2 separate regions of the Hordeum vulgare genome follow, and region 2 is linked to region 1. The links are chromatin contacts, called in public Hi-C maps. All regions are on one chromosome and are shown on one strand. Each heading gives the region's core, a stretch centred on a gene start, on an enhancer-like site or on the middle of the called end of the contact. The rest is flanking DNA. Distances are from core to core; before and after follow the strand shown.

Region 1 (6,688 bases), core at 554-3,053:
CACTATCCAAGGTCCAAGTACCAAGGCAGTATCCTTTTGATTTTTCACTCTGCTAAAATTATTAGTAATAATATACTAATATAATATATCCATCCATCGTAAGAGTATTAACTTGTGTGACCCATGAAACATGCTCTTCTCATATTATGATTGCTTATGTAATTTCTGATGCGGTTTTGTGGAAATTTAGCACTGTGATATAACTGTATAGAAAAAGGTTTAGGTAGTAATTTGTGGTCCGCACTAAACATGATTCGACTTTCCTTCATCCTGCATTTTGGACCTTTTGGCAGTTTGTGTTGCATATTCATACATGTGTTTGGTGGTTACAGTTATACTAGAAACAAACCTTCTACCGCTGTTACATCCTTTACTCAGCCAAGACATTGATGGAGCATACTTTGGTACGACGTTCCCTCATCTCTTCTTGATGACATATCCACACCTGAAGCCACAGAAGCCATCACAGCAATACGTTCCAAGGGTTTTTGGCTTCAAACTTCACAAGCAATCGTGACAAACTTTTACCAGCGGGCGCAATTTGTTTTTACCTAGTGTTAGAGATGGAACACCATGGCCTCAAAATGTTGTGGCCTCTTGATTCGAGTACTCGCGAGCTTGAATCTTGCTGTAAACTGCTGAGCAACTGTATCTGTTTTGTTGTATGACTGCTGTGTAATCTAGGTTTCTTCACTTGATCAAGCTATGCACATTTGCATGTTAGCAGGAGTTTTTCTGTGTCTGAATCTGATGCGTCTAGGTCAACCTAGCAAGTTAACTCCCTCCATTCACAAATATAAGATGTTTTGAATATTTCAGTATGGAGTACACACAGACTAAAATGAGTGAATAAACGCACTAAAACGTCTTTATGTACACCTGATTTAGAAACAAAAAGTTATAACACCTTATATTTGTGGATGAAGAGAGTAGTTTCTTACGTTATTGTGTGATTACTTTCGAGAACTTTGCATTCTCTATGTTCTCGTCTAGCAAGGCACTTACATCTTCGTGTATTCGTGCAAGTTCTTGGTTTTCCTGTTAGTATGTTCTGTGAGTTTATTGTTGGAAAGGTATACATAAACTATGTAGTACTCCCTTCGTTCCTAAATATTTGCCTTTCTAAAGATTTTACTATGGACTACATACGGATGTATAGATATACTCCCTCTGTCTGATGAAAAATGTACGTTTGGCTTTAAAATTTATCCACAAAAGAGTATACTTTTATCTTTCCAATGCACTTTAAAATAAAAAAATGTTTCTCTCTCATCATACAGTAATCAAGACTAATGACATTCTACACATAATCTTATTAATTTTTACATATACTTAGCTCATTGGGGTTGGGTAATTAAAGAGGAGAGAGATGGTGTTGCATCTTTTCAATGCATCTTTTACTTCACTTTATAATTTGTTCTAAAATGTCTATATGCACATTTTCATCGGATGAAGGGAGTAATTTAGAGTCTAAGTTCATTCATTTTGTTTCGTATATAATCCGTAGTTAATTTTTTTTAAAAACAAACATTTAGGAACGGAGTAAGTAGAGTAATTTCCTCAGTAGTTTTTTTAATGCGCAGAAAAACACTGGTTTCCCCTGCAAATAGAAGCAAGAAGAACATTAAAAATAGGGCAGAGCCGTGCTTGATGTTGGATCAAGATGGTGTGATGAGCAAACAAGTTGGCCCATTTTCTCCATGATTAGTCGAAGCAAACACACGGTATCACTGTCATACTAAAACCCATGCAGGAGCAATTGTCTATTCTGATTTATGATGCCTGGACACCTTGCATTAAAATAACCCTGTGGCACACGTAGGATATTATCCATCCGTCATGCCACCCACGGATGTGGATAAGCATGGCGATGTAGCCTGCTCATCAACATCAACCGCGCCACGACGAACGTGTCCTCTTTTGACCCGGTGACGCCTCAATTCTCAACAAATTATCATTCTCATTATACTACTGCCACTGTATTATCAACTCACATGTCCACCCTGAATCATCGTATGGAATATTCCAAACACACGACTCTGCCTTGAACTCAACTCATGAACAAGAGCAATAATAGACCCGCCACTGAGTGCACGGACCATACAAACTAAACTTAGAAACGGTCTTCTCTTGAGCTCGCAGCTCCAGTCACTGCACCACTAAACTTAGGAACGGCGACCTCGTCGCGGCACTTGGACCACCGCAGCCGCGTGGTACTGCGCGCTGCTAAACTTAGAAACGAACACTGTCTTCACACCCAGTAAAAATAGCCTCTTCGGGGCATCGCAAGTGTGTGTGCCAGTGTCAGTGCTAAACTTAGGAAGCTCGTAACTCCAGCCACCAAAACCATGTCTACTCCGCGCCTAAACTTAGGAGTGGTGCTCGTAACCTCACTCGCCGCATGCTGCCGTCCACTGTGACCTGAAGCACCGTACGTGGCCACGTGTGCTGTGCCTCTAAACTTAGAAACGATCTTGTCCTGAGCTCGTAACTGCAGCCACTTTGGCTCAGCCACGTACTAGTACTAGAGCACACCACGAGGACCAAGCGCGCAGAGGTATTAAAGCGTGCAAGCTTTGATCAAGTTTGTAGAAACAAATATCTGCAAACAGAATACCAAATGCATATGTTTGGATATTGCAAATGTAGAAACTTGAAGTTTGGCTTTCAGAAGAAATTATACGCGCTGTGTAGAACGGATAGAGTAATAAATTGACGGACCAAAATGGCCGAGGGCTTGCTTTTGCAGGGGAAATTCTAATCGTGGCCTGCTGAATAGAGCCCCATCCATTCCCCTTGTTTTCCTTGCACGCACACATGACAAAGCCAGATCCAGGCAAGGCGAAGGCACACGGAAATGGGAGACCTCCAACCGTCCAACGTGCTGGCCCTATCCGCCTACCACTTTTCATCCTTGGGTTCCATGTGCAGGCAAACAGACCTGCAAAACCTAACCAAGTAGTACATCGCGAGTAAAAGTGTGAGTCTGCTAGCTAAATGCATGCATCCCACGCTAAGTCGCTGTGATCTGCTAACCCGTGTGTCTGAAGTGTTTCTTAGTTTTTTCTTTTGTTGGTGAGAAAAATGTTCCAGTACCGTCTTCGTTCACAAATATATGATGTTATGAATATTTCAATATAAACTACGCACGGACTAAAAATACTGAACAAACACATTAAAAAAATGTTTATATGCATCTACTCCTTTCATTTCTAAATATATGCCTTTTTAGATATTTTATTATAAACTACATACAAAGCAAAATAAGTGATTTATATTATAAAGTATGTTTGTATACATCTGTATATAGTTTTTACTGAAATCTCTAAAAAGACTTGTACTCCTTTCGTTTTCAAATAAGTGTCGTAACATCTGTATTAAGTTAGTATATAAATTTTATACCAGATCGATGACACTTATTTTGAGACAAAGAAAGTATTTAAAAACGAAGGTAGTAATTCATAAAAAAAGTTAGAACATCTTATATTTGTGGACGGCTGGAGTATTATTTAGCATCTTTTGTCTTCTACGACATTCGTGCATAAGAAACTTCACACCTACGACGTGAGCATTGTACCCATGTTTTTAAAGGACGTTACTTCCAATGTAACTAGCACTGTTCGGCTTCATTTTGTATTCTCAATAATTGCAATTTGATTGGGATCGTAAACAAAGGACAAACTCTGCATACATCAGCAAAAAGGGGTTCTGGCAAGACTATCACTGCCTAACAAGTATTTAAACCAGATAATTACTTGTGCCTAGCAACTGGAGAATAAATATTTTGCTAGGTTAGCCTGTGAATTAACTGCACATATTAATTTAACAGTGTGTAAAATATACTCCCTCCTCCGTCACATAATATAAAAGCGTTTTTTTCAAAATAAGTTTCCTAAGCTTAGTACAATTCTGTACTAGAGCTAATATAAAATTGTGACACTTATTTTGACATGAAGGGTGTAGGACGGAGGAAGTAGTTTTTTAGATTGATATAACTTTATTTGGTAGTAAACCCTTGTTTGATAATCATTTATTGGCTTATCGAAGAAAATGTAAAATTATTTGGTAAATAAATAAGTGGTGGGGCATATGTCATGTTGGACGAAGGACGAGCGAACAATTTCATCCCAGGTTGAAAAACATGACCCAAATTACATTTAATTACTTGAAGGACAAATATAGGAATCATTTATGATGTTATCATAGATAGATTTTTTCCCCTTTGTATGAAGAATATTTCCACAAATTGCAAAGCCCACAAATTAGAAAACCAAACATAGAAACATAAAATATGGAAAAACAGCCGTAATTTGAGATTCCTTTGAACCCATTCAAGGGGGCCATTCCCAGCATAAGAAAAGAAAACTGTTAATTAGTGGTTAGGATCTGGTTGATCCAGTTGAATGTTAGGGCATCTTTGATTCACATGATTTGTAAACCGCAGGAATGTAGAAAAACATGACAATGAAGTTGCATCCCATCTTTAATATTGTATGATTAGTATGGACGTTTGATTGTGCGTAGGAAAATCATTGGATTCTTCACACGATGTGAGAGTGGATGATTTTTTTTGTCTATGATATAGGCGGTACAAATGGATCGTAAGGAAAATCCTGCAAATCAAACAATTGATGTAAGTAAAAAAAATATCTGAGAATAATACTAGATGCCCTCAAATTTTCGTTTAGGATTCCATTGAATCAAAGAGGCCCTTAATTATTACTACACTGAACTCGTTTGCATTAATTACACTAATCACCCGTTGCATGGGGAAGAAGGAAGGGAGGAAGGAGGAGAAGAAACCCAGCGAGAAGACAGGGAGCAGGAGAGAAAAGACCCGAAAAAACTGGTGCTGAAAAGCGAGGAGAAAAGCGTAGAGAAGACGGCAGCCTCCCTCCCCTCCCCGCCCCGCCCATGTCGACACCTCCTCCTCCGGCCACCACCTCCCCCAATCCCAATCCCAATCCCAAATCCGGCCCCAATCCCAACTAGATGCACCACCACCACCTCCCCGTCGCCGCCGCCGCCGCGCCGGACGCGGCCGCGGGGCCGGAGCCGCCGCCGCCATCCGATCCCAACCACCCGCCTCCCCCACACCCCTCCTCCCTCCGCATCCACATCCCGTCGAGCCCGCACCATGCGCTCCCCTCCACCCCGCACAAGCGCCCCGTCTCCATGAACTCCTCCTCCTCCGCCACCCCGACCAGGCCCTCGCCGCTGCCCTCGCCCTTCACCCCGCCGCGCCGCCGCAAGCTCGCCGCATCCTCCGTGCCGCCCGCCCCGGCTGCGGCCGCCGCCGCCGCCGCCGCCGCGAGGCATCTGCTGCGCTGCCTCCACCTCCGCCTCCGGATCCTGCTGCTCCTCTCCCTCCCGACCCTCTACTTCCTCTCCCCGTCGCCCGCCATCCTCCCGCGCTCCCTCCTCGCCGACTTCCTCTCCGCCGCGGCCTTCTCCTGCGCGCTGCTCCTGCTCCTCTGCCTCTCCCTCCCCCGCCTCCCGTTCCCGCTCCCCTTCCACCTCCCGCTCCGCCGCCCTCGCCGATCCCCGATCCTCTGGTCCATCGGCTCCTCCCCGTCCGCCTCCGCGTCTGCCCCCACCACCGGCCATTTCGTCCAGGTGTACAGCAACGGTGATGTCTACGAGGGCCAGTTCAACCGTGGCCGCTGCACCGGCAGTGGCGTCTACTACTACTACATGAGCGGCAGGTACGAGGGGGACTGGATCGACGGCAAGTACGACGGCTACGGGGTCGAGACCTGGGCCAGGGGGAGCCGATACAGGGGCCAGTACCGGCAGGGGCTCAGGCACGGCCACGGCGTGTACAGGTTCTACACCGGGGATGTCTACTCGGGGGAATGGTCCAACGGACAGAGCCACGGGTACGGCGTGCACACCTGCGAGGATGGCAGCCGCTACATCGGGGAGTTCAAGAGAGGTGTCAAACACGGGCTAGGCCACTACCATTTCAGGTTTGAATTGCGTTTGTATTTGTCCAGAGGTTTGCCCGTAGTTGTGAAATCGAGTTAAACTGTGCAGCTAGTTACATGCTAGCCATGACCCTTTTTCATGTAGACATAACCGGTGCATAGTATTAGCGTGTTAATGTTGAAGATCCGGCCAAACGTGAGATTGTGTTAGCTATGACATATGATGACTAAGGAAATTGTAGAGCTTGCGTCGATACTTTCCGTCTTCCATGTTTTGCCTCATTGATTGCTAAACATTTTCACATTTTTTGTGGAGTTTCCGTGTCTAACCTAAGCCAAGCTCATGTTTAATTGGCCATATCATGATATAACCTAGGGATTGTAGTCAAGTTGATAACTGCACAATTAGTGTACTCCCTCGGTCTCAAAATAAGTGTCTCAACTTTGTACTAACTGTAGTACAAAGTTGTACTAAGGTTAAGGCACTTATTTTGGGACGGAGCCAGGGTGGGAGTATATATCAAGTAAGCTGTAGAAGTTCTTTTCACCCAAGTAGATGTTACATTAGTGGCCGGTAGCATTGTTCTTTCGTTGCTTTCTGTTGAGTAAGATGCTTCTTCCAATCAAAGTAAAGGACTTTGGTCAGGTTGTTGTTTCTAGGGAGAGATGAGATGGCTCGCTTGGCTGATTCCCTTCACCATAGATCTGATGTAGAATTTTCTCGTTCTGTTCGTAGTGGAATCTGGAAAAGGTGTAATTAT
Region 2 (6,920 bases), core at 3,942-6,441, 240 kb before region 1:
TCTTATAAGTATATAGGTTGATGTTCTGTAGACCGAGCGTAGATGTTGTGAGGATATAGCAAATCACATCGCACATGGACTAAACATTGAAACCCGTCGGTGATGATTTCATCAATCGCTCACAATTGTATACCCACAATCGTTTTCTCACAACACACGCGACTTGTTAACAGGAATCGTGTGTTTTCATCATTCTTCCCCCACACTTCTTATTACTAACATGTTTGTCGCGTATCACACAGATCTTCTTAAGTTGAACCGTTTCTGTTGTGTTGTCTAATTGCAAATAGTTCATCCGAGTGAGGTATATGCCATACATCACACATACCTTGATCTGGTTGACTGGTTCTGTTGTGCTGCCAAATCAAAACAATTCATCCGAGTGAACTGTATGTTGTATATGGCACACACCTTCATCTATCTGACCGTTTCTGCCGTTATGCTCATTGAAAACAGTTCATTCGAGTGAACTGTATGACACACATCGCACACGCAACTACAATCTGAATCGTGTTTGACGTCTCCGCCATCGCAAATGTTTTGTATCTTTTTTATGATTTTATTACATCATCGTTTTGCGATTAATGCATGACACACAGTTTTTTCGAAGGGTCTCTAATTGTAATGTCATGTTTGGACCATCCTGCAGTAGTGATGTTCTGAAAGGTTAGCACTAATAGTAACATGATAAATCTTCTTATCATCAATATAAGCATATTTCAAAGTATCAGGTAAAGCCTTAAGCTCAAATACAGGATCTCCCTTGGTGGAGGAGGATCGCCTAAAATTTCATCTGGTAAGTTGTGCTTAAGGATAGGTTGTTGATCAAGGAGTATCCTATCTATTTCATTCCTTTCATTCAAATGCATATCATTCTCATGGTCTAGCAAATATTGTTCTAGTGGATCTGTAGGAGGTACAACAACAGAAGCAAGACCAATTAGTTCATCCTTACTAGGCAATTCTTTTTCATGTGTTGTTTTCTAAACTTAGAGAAATAAAACTCATGAGTTATGTCACCAAAGCTCACTTTGACCTTCTCGGTAGCACAGTTAATTTCAGCGTTAACAATATTCAATAAAGGTCTAACGAATATGATGGGACAAAAGTTATCTTGTTCCGAACCAAGTACTAGGAAATTAGTGGGGTACTTGACTTTTCAGTACAAGACTTCAACATCTCTAAAAATCCCTAGTGGTGAAATAGTAACACGGTTTGCAAGCTTAATAGTGGCATCAATATCTTTAATTTCCGAGGGTGCTATATCATACATAATTTCTTGATATAATGTATAAGGTATAACACTAATACTAGCACCAATATCACATAGCCAATGATAGCAATGATCTCCAATTTTAACTGAGATAACATGTGTGCCTACCACTAGTTTATTTTTATCTAGTTCATCTTGTTTGTTTTCTAACAGGTTCTACAATTCTAACAGCTTCATCGCAGAGATAAATAACCTCCCGTCAATATTATCAACTAGGAGATCTTTAACTATAGCAACATTAGGCTCAACATTTATTTGTTCAGAAGGTGTAGGTGTTCTAACATAACTCTTATTAACCACTGTTGTAGCCTTAACATGTTCTCTAATCCTAAAGGGAAAGCAGGTTTCTCAATGTAAGCAATAGGAACAATTGGATCAACATGGTTAACAATTATTTCTTCCTTCTAAATTTTAATAGGTTCCTGAGGTAATTTTTCAATGGAGGATGATATTTAAACCACTTTTCCTTGGTAAGGTCAACATAGGTAGCAAAAGATTCACAAAAAGTAGCTACTATCTCAGAGTCAAGGCCATATTTATTGCTAAACTCATGAAAAGGAGAAGTTTCCATGAAAGATCTAACACAATCAAAATTAAGCATTCTGCCTAACTCTTTACCTTCATCGAGTTCCCACTCTTCAGGGTTGCGTTTAATCTTTTCTAGAAGATCCCTTCTAAATTCAATAGTCTCCTTCATATAGTAACCGACAACACATGCATCGAGTAATGTTTGATCATCATGAGAAAGTCGAGCGTAAATTTTTTGTATAATCAATTCCTTTGAGAGCTCATGGTTTGGGCAAGTGTGCATCATGGATTTAAGACGCCCCAAGCTTGAGCGATGCTTTCTCCTTCACGAGGCCAACAATTATAAATAAAATTTCGATCATGATGAATTAGATGCATAGGGTAAACCTTCTGATGAAATTCCAGCTTCAAGCGATTCCAATCCCATGATCCAATATCATTCGATAGCCTATACCACATTAGTGCTTTTCCCTCCAAAGATAAAGGGAAAACTTTCTTCTTAACTTTGTTTCCGGGTAGACCTGAAATCTTAAACAATCCACAAATCTCATCGACATATATCAAATGGTAATCAGGATGAGTTGAACCGTTATAAGGATTAGCCAGCAATTTCTCTAACAGAAGCGAAGGAATCTCATAATAAATATTTTTAGTAGGTTCATCGGGTTGAGGAACAACTTTCTCAACTTCCGTTCGAGACGAAGATGCCCCGAACAAGCCACTCAAAGGGTGACCGTTCATAGTGATAAGCAACATTAAATTTCAACACGTACCGAAAATGTTTCCTTACCAACTTCCACTTACCAAAGACGCTTCACTCCCCGACAACGGCACCAGAAAAGAGTCTTGATGACCAAAGTTGTCAGAATTGAGATTCTGAATTGGAACAAAACTCTGTTGGTAGGATCGTGAATCTTAGAATCATAACTACTAGGGTCGTAAAAACTTAGATTCTATGAGCAAAATCATACAATCTGAGGGGCTAGTTTGGATCGTAAGGTCGTAAGATTCTAAGACTTGAGTCGCGATTCTCACAACCTTGATCATAGAAACTTAGATTCTATGAGCAAAATCATACAATCGGAGGGGCTAGTTTGGATCGTAAGGTCGTAAGATTCTAAGACTTGAGTCTTGATTCTCACAACCTTGTCGATGACCCACGAGTATAGGGGATCAATCATAGTCCTTTAAAAAGTAAGAGTGTCGAACCCAACGAGGAGCAGAAGCAAATGATAAGCAACTTTCAGCAAGGTATTCCTGCAAGTGTTGTAAGTAACGGTGATAGATAGTTTTGTGGCAAGATAATCCGTAACAAGTGACAAGTAACAATAGTAGAAAATGTGCATCAAGGTAGCCCAATCCTTTTTATAGCAACGAACATGCCTGAAAGTACTCTTATATAAAGTAAGTGCTCCCGAGGACATATGGGAATTCCTGTCTAGTCATGTTCATCATATTGAGTTGATTCGCATTTGCTACTTTGATAATTTGATATGTGGGTGGACAGGTGCTAAGGTGTTGTTCTTACTTGAACTAACAACCTACTTATGATTACCCCCTATCGCAAGCATCCGCAACTAACAACCTCTTGCCTCCTTTGGATGCGAGTGTGTGCTCTTTTGTGTGTAGATGCTGAAGACGGGAAGTTGTGTGATCCTCCTATTGGTTTGATAACCTTGGTTCTCACTGAGGGAAATACTTATCTATACTGTGCTGCATCATATATCCCCTCCTCTTCGGGGAAAAACCCAACACAGATCACAAGTATCAGATGTCCGTCCCCCACTCTTTTATTTCCATAGCCATTTGTCTTAATCTCTTTAACCTTCCTATCGCGCCCCCACGACACAATAAGCACACCCATGATAACACATACGCAGAGGATATCTAGGGGCTCTAGTGGCGCTCCCAATGTCTGATGATGACGACGAGCGGCAGTTCACCTTGAGTCCCGTAGTGGACACCCATGTGAGGTTGATGGACCTCTAGGTGGTGTACACCAACGACTCGGTTTGGGTGGAGAGCCATATGTGATCTTAGGCCTTCCTGAAGTAGTGTTAATAAGTAATATCACCATACCCCCCACCTTGCAAAGGTATATCATGCGACAATCTTGTTGATTTGTTCATGAAGTCTCTATCAACTTCAACACTATTGAAACATGTTCATAGAATTGTTATGCAGTGACTTAGACATTTATAAGAATCAGGGGAGTCTCTTCTTGAATTGTAATATATTCACACATTATATTACCTACACTCCTTTTTCCTTTGTGAGTTTACTCTTCAGGATCTCATCAAGATTTTAATGAGATAATATCAACACAAGAATATATGCCACACCTCCTCTTTTCCATTAGATTTTTAGCAAATGTATACAAGGCATATTAATTATCCTCTGAACTTACCAATGAGTTTTATCATTTCGATATTTTCTTATATAAGTTATCAAATAAATAATTACCATCATATGCCATATCATTTTCTTCTTATATCCCTTTCACTTTGTTTTAAAGGAGTTTTTAATGGCACATCACACACATTCTCTTTCCTTATGAGTTTTCTATCGAAGTCCCTCATAAAATGTTTCTAATAAGGTGATGCATGCTATACTTTCAATTCTCCTCATGGGCATTCAAAATAAAAGTGATAAATCATATTTATTGTCTTATAAATTCGCCAATGAGTTTTCTCCTTCTTCAAATATTTTTCTCACATGAGTTTCAAGGATACAATAATTATCGTATGATGATATTTCTTTCTAATTAATTTTTCCACTGGTTTAAAAGGGTTTTAGCGACATATCTATACTACTCTTATCATATTTTTGTCACATGATTTTGAAAGAGAATGTCAAGATTAAGGATTTTTCAAGACAAGAGATGAATATATAAGAAGCCTTCAATGATGCATCATGCAAAAAATTGGCCTCGTATAAGAGGGAGTGTTGAAATTAATTAGCACGTGACTATTATCAATTACCACATGCTAATTAACGGACGTCATTACTAAAGGTGTGTCCAACCGCAAACAATCATGTATGTTCTCTTTATTGTCAAAAGGTACTTGCTTTGATCGCATGCCTCCGAATAGACACATTTTCTTCTATCCCTTTCAGATGCATATATACTTGAAAATAATTTGTTCGTTTTCTTCCGTTTTCATTGTACTGTGACAGAAAGCAATATCGGCGGGACCAAGGAACGACAAGTGGCATGCGTTCCAAGCGACCACGATGTGGGCACGCGTCATCTTTCATGCGCCCACACCACACGACTCGGGTCAGGCTCGGACTTTCGGGGCGGTCTCTGATTCGAAGCAGACGCGCTCCCAGTCCCGGTGGATTTCGACCGACCGTCACGTGCGTAAAGGGAGGGGCCTGCTCCCAGCCCCCGAGCCGGAATGCGACTACTACCACCAGCTCTCGCTGTTGGTTGTTCCGCTGCAGAGATTCCGCGACTCCATCTCCATATCCCACCAGCCAAAACCAGACCGCCGCACGCCCGCACGCCCGCACGCCTCCCCTGACCGCCGGAATCCGCCCGGATCCGCTGCCTCACCTGCTGGCGCTGCGGCCCCACACTTCTATGCAGTGGGTGGAGGCGGCGGTGATGCGTGATTGGTCGCGGCGGCGTTAGGTGCTCTTCTCCGGCCGCGGCGAGCTAGGCCATGGGGTGCATCCAGTCCACGCCGAAGCGGAGGCAGCACCCTGCTGGCTACGAGGACCCCGTACAACTCGCCTCCCAGACCGCCTGTGAGCTCGCTTGCTCGCATCACTTTTCCCCTTTTCTACGCAACCCATTCCGTGAATCCAGCTTCCGCTTCATTTCTCGGAAAAGGGTAAATGGATCCAGCTTCTGCTTCTTGCTAGGCGTTCTAGCCCTCGCGTACTTGGGAATTGGGATTAGGATTTGGAATGGGACTTGTCTTCTGCAGCCGGCCGTGTAGGTTGCCATGGATCCTGTAGCCAGTCGAGGCAATTCGAATAATCTGACCAGTAGATATGCTTAACTTATGTTTTACTTGCTGTGATATTCATCGGCCATCTGCTATTGACCCACCCCCTTCCTTGTGAATTTTGATTCGATGTTTGCCTGACTCCGTGCACTTGTTGTTCTGTTCATGTAGTCAGCGTCAGCGAAGTCGAGGCGTTGTTTGAGCTGTTCAAGAGCATTAGTGGATCAGTGATCGATGATGGTTTGATCAATAAGGTACCGATTTCTTATGAACGTGTGATCCCTTATCAGGTCGACATATACAAACATCAAATAAGCACCTGAGACCTATTTTTGCATACTTTTGTCTGTACCATTCAGACGAAATCGAACATTGCTATGCTGAAATTACATTCCGCTTGTTCCGACCCTCTTACAACTGATTAATTTATGCGGAAATACCCTTTTTCCGTGATTACATTTAGCCATCAATAGTTCTACTATCTCTCAACATACTAAGTGAAAATGGATTCTTGTTGTATATGTCGCCAAACATTTATTCTTGTTGTACAACCCAATGAGCCCGTTTCATAAATAACTATGACACGGTGAAGCCTAGTAGAGCTCGGGAGTACATGCTCCCGGCTCTAAATAAGTATTTTATCTCTTCCAAAAAAAAAGTTTCACACACTTAGGTCAGTATTAGGTAGATTTTGAGTTTCATGCAAAAATTTCCATTCTTGTGGCCTGTGCAAAACATAGAATAAAAATTAAAGCACATAAATGCCTTTTGGCTCATTATTATTATCTTTCCCATGCAGACTACAAGTCAACACATTTTCTCATGAAGAACTTGTTCCTAAGATAACCGTGTCACAAACTCACAATGTGTCCTGCATCAGATATTATTGCAAGTTATATGAACATCATGTAGCTCAAGGTTTTAGTCGTTATCTTGCATCTCATGTTATCGTAGTCTAGCTAAACTTCAAGGCTCATTTCATGCCTTACTGCTTACATAAGCCAACTGCTTGATTGGCATTTTCATATTGCAAAATTTGATTTGATCATTCATGGTAGTGTTCTAGACACCTGGGGAGAATGCTTTCCTTGTCCAGCGTAATTATAAATGTATCTTATGGTTATATATATATCAAAGAATTTGTTACTTGTTGTCATGTTAAC

The links. Hi-C and Micro-C count contacts between places; a contact is called where the count stands out from the background.
Region 2: a contact with region 1 is called in a Hi-C map of seedling, with 6 times the contacts expected there. The contact joins the promoter of LOC123439114 here to the enhancer-like site in region 1. A contact is called at or near these places in 1 of 6 Hi-C or Micro-C datasets (seedling) and 1 of 1 datasets of contacts at active chromatin or transcription factors (embryo).

The regions. Positions count from the first base shown.
Region 1 is chr1H:382,245,281-382,251,968 of MorexV3_pseudomolecules_assembly, reverse strand. It overlaps LOC123439104 (putative casein kinase II subunit beta-4), which reads left to right. Exons shown (of 5, transcript XM_045115855.1): 4 at 1-28; 5 at 384-746. The coding sequence ends at 517. It overlaps LOC123439094 (phosphatidylinositol 4-phosphate 5-kinase 4), which reads left to right and starts at 4,782. Exons shown (of 3, transcript XM_045115843.1): 1 at 4,782-5,969. The coding sequence starts at 4,993. Within about 2 kb of position 1,803, at least 2 of the 3 cell types and tissues checked have open chromatin away from gene starts, as enhancers often do. A contact at or near this core is called in seedling, where this site is marked.
Region 2 is chr1H:382,484,539-382,491,458 of MorexV3_pseudomolecules_assembly, reverse strand. It overlaps LOC123439114 (calcineurin B-like protein 1), which reads left to right and starts at 5,191. Exons shown (of 8, transcript XM_045115865.1): 1 at 5,191-5,554; 2 at 5,929-6,011. The coding sequence starts at 5,470.